Linked DNA regions of Rattus norvegicus: region 2 is linked to region 1. The links are chromatin contacts, called in public Hi-C maps. All regions are on one chromosome and are shown on one strand. Each heading gives the region's core, a stretch centred on a gene start, on an enhancer-like site or on the middle of the called end of the contact. The rest is flanking DNA. Distances are from core to core; before and after follow the strand shown. Region 1 holds the start of Zfyve21 (zinc finger FYVE-type containing 21). Region 2 has its middle 12 kb from the start of Atp5mpl.

Evidence for each region. A called contact is a pair of places that touch in the nucleus more often than the background predicts.
Region 2: a contact with region 1 is called in a Hi-C map of Schwann cells, with 2.8 times the contacts expected there. The contact joins the enhancer-like site here to the promoter of Zfyve21 in region 1. A contact is called at or near these places in 3 of 12 Hi-C or Micro-C datasets (the A7r5 cell line, Schwann cells and hepatocytes) and 1 of 1 datasets of contacts at active chromatin or transcription factors (oligodendrocytes).

The regions. Positions count from the first base shown.
Region 1 is chr6:136,693,686-136,698,142 of GRCr8, forward strand. It overlaps Zfyve21 (zinc finger FYVE-type containing 21), which reads left to right and starts at 1,466. Exons shown (of 7, transcript NM_001399738.1): 1 at 1,466-1,661. The coding sequence starts at 1,524. It overlaps Xrcc3 (X-ray repair cross complementing 3), which reads right to left and starts at 1,137. Exons shown (of 8, transcript NM_001427420.1): 1 at 1,111-1,137.
Region 2 is chr6:136,831,710-136,835,904 of GRCr8, forward strand. No RefSeq gene overlaps it. Among named protein-coding and RNA genes, the nearest start is that of Atp5mpl, 12 kb to the right of the region's middle. Within about 2 kb of position 2,537, at least 10 of the 93 cell types and tissues checked have an H3K27ac peak or open chromatin away from gene starts, as enhancers often do.

The sequences.
Region 1 (4,457 bases), core at 216-2,715:
ACAGGTGTCTCCTCCGTCTTGGGAACACTGTCCGTGAAAGCTGAGGAAGATGCTTCTGGTTGCACCATCCACTGAAGAAGGACTAGGCAGCCTGGAAGCCCAGGCTCGTTCCAGATGTTGGTACAGAACTAATTCAGCGGCCCCTAACATCCTGAAGGTGCCAGTGCCTGAGGCTCAGCTGCGAGTGGGAGAAGAAATTTAGCTGTCCCTTACGACTCCCATTTAACTTCCTGGGGCATAGATGAGTCTCGCTCATCATTCCCTGACTTTTTGTGAGTTTGGCATTTTGAAGGATGGTGGGGGAAATGGAACCTCATCAGAGAAGGACAGAAGAGGCAGGGCTGCAGCTCACCTCATCAGAAAGCATGGAGAAACCTCCCCTCCCCCGGAAAGGGAGCTGACGAGGACAGCACCAGGCCTCTTCTCCGCCCACCTGTCTACGTTAGAGCCAGTCCGGTCGGTGTGAGGGAAGACGTGTTCTACAATGCACGTCCATCTTATACGTGGCTTCAAATGACAGTGCCAAGAAACACTAAGGATGGGGGTGGGGTGGCTCAGGCTGGCAGTGCCAAGAGTGAGGAGGCTGAGGACCTGAGATCTGGTGCTGGGCAGGTATGGTGGGCTGCCAGTAATCCCAGCACTCAGAAGACAGAGACGGGTTTCTCAGAGCAGGCTGTGACAGAGAGTGAGCAAAGCTCCTGGGTAGTTGATTTGGCCAATTACCCAAAGAAGAAGAGGTGCGCGCGGTGGCTCACACCTCTGTTGGTACAAGGAAGGCTGAGGCAAGGACTGCTGAATCCAAGGCCAGCCTAGGCTACATGCGCAATGAGACCCGTCCTTACAAACACCACAAGAAAAAAAAGTCACAGGTCAAGTTTGCAGCGACGCAGTGGCTGGCCTGGGACACTGGTGCTGAAAGCAGGTTCCGCGCTCAGTGGAGAGGGTCCGGACTCTCGATTCGATCCAAACCCCACTACGGGCCTGAAGGGGTGCCCCGCGGGGGAAGTTCGTTCTTGAACCCCAGCCCCGGCCTGGGGCTCTCGAAACCCACGTTGCCCTCCGCCCTCTCCCGCCGCCCCACGTCCCGCTACCAGCGATCATCTAGCTCACCTCCCGGATCAGCAACGCAGCAATTCTCCCGCGCGCTCCGCCCGCTCCGGAAGCCACGCCCATCTCAATCTTCTCTTCCAATGAAAATCCGGAGTCCGAGCCTGCTCCACCCAGAAGAAGCGAAGAGGCGGCTACGTGGCTGATTAGTTGGCCAATCCAAAGTCACAATCTCCCGAGAGGGGCGAGGGTGCTCCTCGGTCTTCGCCGCCGATTGGTGGTCGGTCGTAGGGGCGGGGACCTTGCGCGGATTGGAGAAGGGCGGCTCTGGGCGGATACTACTCTCCGATTGGCTCATATTCCGAGCTGTGGCTATGGATTGGGCTTCGGAGTTGTCATCGTGCTGGCGGGCGGAGCGGGGTGGCGACCTGTGTGGGCTCAGCGCGGGCGGTGGCGTGAGGGGCTCAGGAGGAGACATGTCCTCGGGGGTGGCCGCGCGTTGCGACGCCAAGAAGCTTGTGCGCTCGCCCAGTGGCCTGCGCATGGTGCCGGAGCACCGCGCCTTCGGAAGCCCTTTCGGCTTGGAGGAACCGCAGTGGGTTCCGGACAAGGAGGTGCGTCCTAGCCCCCGGGTCCCCAACTGGAGTCGGGGCGTCTCCCGCCTCCGCCCTCAGGGCGCTCGGCCGCGGATCCCCTTCGGGCGGTCCCGCTGTCCCTTCCGCGCTGTGGGGCGTTTTCCATTCCTTGGCGGTCATTGGCTGCGCGGTGCAGAGCCCGGGGAGGCCCGAGGGGAGCGGGGGAGCGGTTGACCAGTGGGCCGTGAGTGAGTTTGGGGCTGGAGTGTGTCCATGGGGCGAGGGTGAGCGAGTCCGCCTTCACCAGCTCACGGGGGAACGGTGCCAAGGAGTTTGCTGTCTTTAGAGTTCTAAACTCTGCAAAGCTTGGCCACTTGGGAGAGAATGGGAGCACTTCACGCATTCCATGCGATTTTATTTCAGAGCAAATTGAAATGTCTAAAAGGCACCGACCTAAGTATTGCTGACTTTGATAAACTTTAAAAACAAAAACTTTTTTCGTTTATTCGTGTGCCTTTGCCCCCAATGTCACAGCGCTAGTGTGTAGATCAGAGGATAATTTGTAGAAGGTAGTTTTATTAAACCATCTGGGTCCCAGCGACGGATTTCAGGTCTCAGGTGCCTTTACTTTGTGAGCTATCTTAATGGCTCTTGTAAATTTATCCATATGTTTCTCTGTCCCCCACCCCTTTCCTCCTGTTGACTCCCTTAGGCGGGTCCTCACTCTATTGCCCTGGCAGTTCTGGACTCACTACAGGGACCAGGCTGGCCTAGAACTCCTAAGATCTGCATCTGCCAGAGTGCTAGCATGCACTACCACACCCTGTTGCTATGTTGCCCTCAAACTTCTCCTCCGTCAGCCCCTTGAGTACTGGAATTAAAGATGTGCTTCACCACACCTGGCCTCCTCCCAAATTTTTTAGGTTAGAGTTTCTGCTTGGAATTCTAGTCAGCTGCTCCTCTCTCCCCTTGGGTGGATGGTGGGTGGGGCCCAGGTGGGTGGGGCCCAGCAATTTATTAGAGCGAGGTCCACTGTTCTTAAAACAGTGGGCACTGGGGCTGGAGAGCCAGCCAGAAGTTTGCTCTGCCACTGTTCCCCAGTGACTCCTGGCTATACCAGGTGTGTCACTGAGCTGTCACTGTCCTCCCTGGTTGTGCCCCTTCAGTTTTGCACTTTATCCTTGTACACAGTTCCTCTTGTGTGGAGAGATAACTGAGCACAGCCCTCGAGTGCTCTTAGCGCCCCAGAAGGGGGTGTGGGCTTAGGAGTGGGTAAGGAGATCGTTCATGGTAAAGGTAGATTTCTGAGCTCAGGGTAGTGAGATCCAGGCCAGCCAGAGCTACACAGTTGAGACTGTCTCTAGAGGACACAAAAGGGTGTGTGTGTAGGGTGTTGGGATACAGCCTGGACTCTGGCCCCTGGAAGCTAAGAGTTTATAGTAGTTTATGACCAGCCTGGGCAATACTGTTGTCTCGAAAATAAAATACAGTGGCTGTTGGGGGGGTGGCTCAGGGAAATAAACTGCTTGTTGTGAATGAGTTTCGGATCTGGACAGACATGACTCTTTCCAGGAAAGCCCAACAATGCATAGATTGGAATAAGGGTACATGGGGGGGGGCAGGTAGAGGAGGCCAAGTGGGGTGGGAGGCCATGCCTGAGGAGATCAGAAGCCGAGGCTCTTGGGAAAGTGTTCACTGTCTGTAGGCCAGGGCTCTAGACAAGCTTTCTCAACATTCTCCTTGTCCTACAAGGAGCCTTTAAGGTGGGTGTTTTCACCCGAGTGACACCTTGTGACATCTTTATGTAAAACTTTAGAATTTACAGTGTTTGTGGTATATCCCCATAAGTCTGGATAGTCTGACAGGACTCCATGTCTGCTCCAAGAGGGGAGGAGAGGGTGCTCGGACAAGTGATTGCCAAGCAGAAGGGCACCAGCTCTGTGAGTGTCTCAGGGATCACAGAAAAGTGGGCTTGGCTTTGCAGGGTGACCAGGACTGAAGAGATGTTTGGACAAGTATAGGTGGCAAAGTCCCACACAGGGTAGGGTAGCCCATGGCCTGGTGGCGGAGGAACGGCCACTCTACAGTCCAGTCAGGAGTCAGGCCTCAGATCCACTTGGTGTTTGAGAGCCCAATTCAGCGAGTGCTTTATGGGGAAAAGAATGGGGATTTGGGGCGCCTGCCAATCCTGGCCTGGTGCTGAACCCCGGAGTGGGGGTGGTGCTTGGGATCTTAGTTAGTCCTGGGGGAAGGGCAATTGGTTTGACGGGGAAAGGCTGGGATTTCACAACTGATAGGCTGGCAGTGTCAGGCTCGCAGTGTCAGGCTGGCCTGTGCTCCTCTGAAGGCTGCAGGCGCCTCCTTGCCTGTTCTGGCTCTGAAACCATGGGCCCTGTGAGAGGCTTCCTCCCATGGCTGGCTGAGAGCCCTATAAAAGTCAGGATGGAGTTCCCATCTACTCTAGTCTTTGAGCTGTGATAGCAGCCCTGGAGGTGGAAATGCTCTCTCACCTCTCCTGAGCCTGCAGCGCCGCCAGCTTCCAGCTCCAGCAAAGGCATTTATTCCTTCCTCACCTCGTGCTGTGTGTCTGCCCTTTGCCATCTCCTTTGGACATTTTTCTTTCCTTTCCTTTTTAATGTATAAGATTGTTCTCCCTCGGGGCTGGGGATTTAGCTCAGTGGTAGAGCGCTTACCTAGGAAGCACAAGGCCCCAGCTCCGAAAAAAAGAACCAAAAAAAAAAAAAAAAAAAAAGATTGTTCTCCCTGCGTATATGTCTGTGACCAGAGGTCAGAAGAGGGTGTTGGGTTCCCTAGAGCTGGAGCAGAGAGCCATGG
Region 2 (4,195 bases), core at 1,287-3,786, 140 kb after region 1:
AAAAGTGACAGAAACAGCCCGCTTGGAGTCAGTGGCCAGCCATGGTACTTAGGCCCAGGATCCTGTGCCCTGTCAGTAGATCTGGGCTCTGTGAGCTTGAGAGACATTGTCTCGGGACGGATACTGTAGGCCCCGGCTTCCTTCATGCTTCCTCACACTTCTGGCTGCTTTCAGCGATGGGTGTGGAAATAAAGAAGGGCAGGAAGGGAGCCGGAGGCTGCTGTGTGAACAAGAGAGCCTAGAGGCAGCCTGCTCCCTACCTGTGGAGACTTGGGCTGACCTGTATTGACTCAAATGCTGAGTGTTAGAGGATCTAACAGATTTGGGTGGGCAAGAAGGGGAGGGCTAGCCTGAATCCAGGCTCTGAAGAGAGTGGAACCTGCCTTTGGTGGCTGCTCTTGGTGGTCAACTCATCTGGAAGTAACTAGAACTCAAGCAGCTGGGTACATCTGATTTTTAAAAATTAAATCATTGCAAGTGGGAAGACCCACCTTAAATCCAGATCTTCCGAGGTGGGAAGAGCCATCTTTAACCTGGGCCTCGCCTTCTGCTGGCAGAAGATGAAGGCAAAGGACATGGAAGAGAGAAGCCTGTTCTTTTGCCTGCTTGCCTTCGCTCTGCCTGGCAAGCCCGTCCCTCCACTGGCCCCCAGAGCCCACTTCTTTAGGATTCCGGTGTACACTGAAGACCAGCTGAGTCAGCCTCGTGGACTGAACTGGATTCTTAGACCTTCTGCTGGGAGACAGCCATTGTTGGACTCGCTGGACAAGACACAGCCTATAAGCCACTCTAGTAAAACATAAATATGTATAAATACACACACACGCACACACACACACACACACACACACTCATTCTATCAGTTCTGTTCCTCTAGAGAACCCTACTACACTGCCTGAGGGGTCAGGTCAGCATGAGACAGTGGTGGTGGGTGTGGATACAGGGCATTCTGACCAGTAGTGACACTAAGTGTATCTTTATTTATTTATTTATTTATTTTTGGTCTTTTTTTCGGAGCTGGGGACCGAACCCAGGGCCTTGTGCTTCCTAGGCAAGCGCTCTACCTCTGAGCTAAATCCCCAGCCCCGTGTATCTTTATTTTATGTGCATGTGTGCATGTGTGCATGAGGGAGAAAGAGAGGACCTGTCTAAAAATCCTCAGATGTTCATAAAAGGTGGAGTTCGGTGGCTGGAGATAGGACTTAGTGGTTAAGAGGGCCCGGGTTTGATTCCCAGCACCCGCATGGCAGTTCACGGCTGTCTAGATTTCCAGTTCCAGGGGATCCAACATGCTCTTCTGGGCTTTGTGCAACACCTGGTACACAGACGCACAGTATAAAAATTCCAACAATCTCTGAAAGGAAGATGTGGTGTTGCATAGAAGCGCACACCTTTCCCCTTGGGCTTTCTCTCTAGTTGACTGAAGAATTGATGCAATGAACCAGGCAGCGGTGCATGTCTTTAATCCCCACACCTGCAGAGGCAGGTGGATCTCTATGAGTTCAAAGCCAGCCTGGTCTACAGAATGAGCTCCTGTAAAGCCAGGGCTACACAGAGAAACCCTGCCTTTAAAACCCAGGGGAAAAAAATCGGTGCCGTGGCAGTGCTATGTGAATAGCGTCTGTCCTGACCTGTGTAGGCTGTAACAGGCTAAGGCTGCGTGTGTGTTCAACGCAGATGCGCTTTTTTCAGATACTTTAAATTTGCTATTGGTTGGATGTTTGGCTATGGGATTCATAGATATTGAGAACTGCCTACTTTTTTTTTTTTTTTTTTTTTTTGGTTCTTTTTTTCGGAGCTGGGGACCGAACCCAGGGCCTTGCGCTGAGAGCTGCCTACATTTTTGAATCTGTGTATTGGGAGTTGGAAAAGCATGTGTGTCCGGAGGAGGCACGGTGTTAGGGAGGAAGGCAGAAGAACCTCTCACAGTAAATGTAATTCCGCAAAAGTCAAGGCCCAAGGGAGCCCAGCACGATGGCCTCTGAGCAGAGAGGGGAGAGAGGATCGCCGGCCCAAGTCTCCGGAATGTTCTCCTTGAATACTAGCCACTGTCACCTAGCCCTTGTGCGCAGGGACACAGTAAGTAGGTGGAGGGATAGGGTGGGAAGGCAGGATGGATGTCTGGATGCACAGCCCTGGTTCTGGGGATGTTGCCTTCAGGAGGTCTGGAGGCTGGGGCTAGAGAGGGACAGACACTCTGTAGAAGAGTGGACACTGTATTAGGAAAGCTGCTCTGAGCAAGTCTACAGCTGGTGAGGCCTCGCTTCAGGCTTCCTTCACGGGCATGTCCTTAGAACTCAAGGGCTCCTGTGTGCATGTCATCTCCCCAGAGGCTCTGCAGGGTGGAGCATTGGACCCACTCAGGCCCAGAGCAGCAGGTCTGCCCTCTGCCCCAGGACCCCACTGGGGAATAGCTACTGGCCAGCACCGATCAGCTCGGACCTGCAAACAATCCCCAGAGACAGTGTGAGGGAAACAGCTCTCCTGTGCCAGGTCCTGTGGCTGGAGAGGCAGCCTGCTGTGGAGTCAGGAGAAGCCCAGTACCTGTGAGTTGGTAAATGCTGCCCAGTGGGCTTGGGGAGCCCTGCTAGGGGATGGTTGTAAGGCAGCAGAGCCTCTGCAGACGGGGCGAGTCTCACACTCACTCGCTGGCTGGGCAGATGCAAGGAAGGTCACCGGTGCCAGTTTCAGTAGAACAGCCATTTGGCTACCAGGCCAGAGTGGGGACAAAAACACAAGGTCCCACTCTGTCTCTTTTCAAAAGGGCAAGAGAGACTGCATTTCTATAGCAGAGTGACTTCATTGTGGCTGCAAGAAACTGAGCCTGCTAGGACAGGTAGTGTCTCTGTGTGGCTCCTCACTGTCCCCACAGCAGTCTCTTTGTGGGGCAGGAGAGAGGGTGGCCTCCTGCCAGTCTCCTAGATACTTGAGGACACTAATAGTCCATCATGTTGTCCCCAAGCCTTGGTTTGGGGCTATCGCGTCACCCGAAGACAGGTGGGTGGGAAGGGCACCAGTGAAACCCATGTGTGGCAGGGAGTCCTCTGCTTGTTTCTGTCTTCCTCATTCAGAAGGCATCCAGAGCCCTAGGGTGGACTATCGGGTGGCTCCCACATGGTGCCAATCTGGGCAGGGGTGGGGCTTTTGATCCATGTATTATTGGGAGAATGGTGGCCTGTCCCCATGTAGGCATGGGTGGACAGGCCGCCCTGCAGGAGCATGAAACTGTGAGTTCTAAGCCCTGGTTCTGCAGGGAGAAAACCTCACTAACTTTCTGACCCTCCCTCCTGTGTTTCTGCCCAGCGTGGCCTGAAAGCAATGGACAGTTGACCATGGACTGAAACTTTGAGACTATGAGCCCCAAACAAGTTCTCTTTAAAGTTGACTTTTCTCAGTTATGTTGTGACAGAGGCAAACACTAACAAAGTTCTTTTTAAACTTATTATTTTGAGACTCTCTCTCTATAGTCCTGGCTGTCCTGGCACTTGCCACATAGACCAGGCTGGCCTCAAACTCACAGAGCCTCTTCTGCCCCTTGCCTTCTGAGTGCCGGCATGAAAGGCACACGCCACCTCGTCTAAAGGCACAGACCATGCCTCGTCTAACGGTTTGAAACTGCAACTTCGAATTGTTTAATAGACATAGGGCCATCGAGGCTATTTTTTCTGTTTTTATCACTTGTGTGCGCGCTAAGAGAACAACTCCTAAGAGTCGGTTTGCTCCCTCCACCATGTGGGTGCTGTGGATGAACTCAGGCCTGTGGGGCTTCCAGGCAAGTACCTTTGCCAGCTGAGCCATCTTGCCAACCTTCCTTTTCCTTGGTGTGAACTCTGGAATGATGTTTGCTTACGTGGGATTTGACCAATTCTTCTATCCTGTAGCATTTATTGGCACAGAGGTGTTGATGGCATTCTCTTGTTGTCCTTTCGATCTGTATGTGTCCAGTTACTGAGGACTGAAGCCAGGTCTTGAGCAGGCCACTCCTGTCACAGAGCCCCACCCTAGTCCTTGTCCCGTGAATGTCTGTGGAATCTGTATTGACATCGTCCATTTCAGACTCTGTCTTCTCTGTCAGTCTGTCTAGGGGTTTACTCATGTATTAATTCATCTTCTCAGTGAACTGGCATTATGCTCATCAACTTTGCTCCATTGCTTTTCTGACTTCAATCTCACTGGAATAGATTGTTACCTTTTG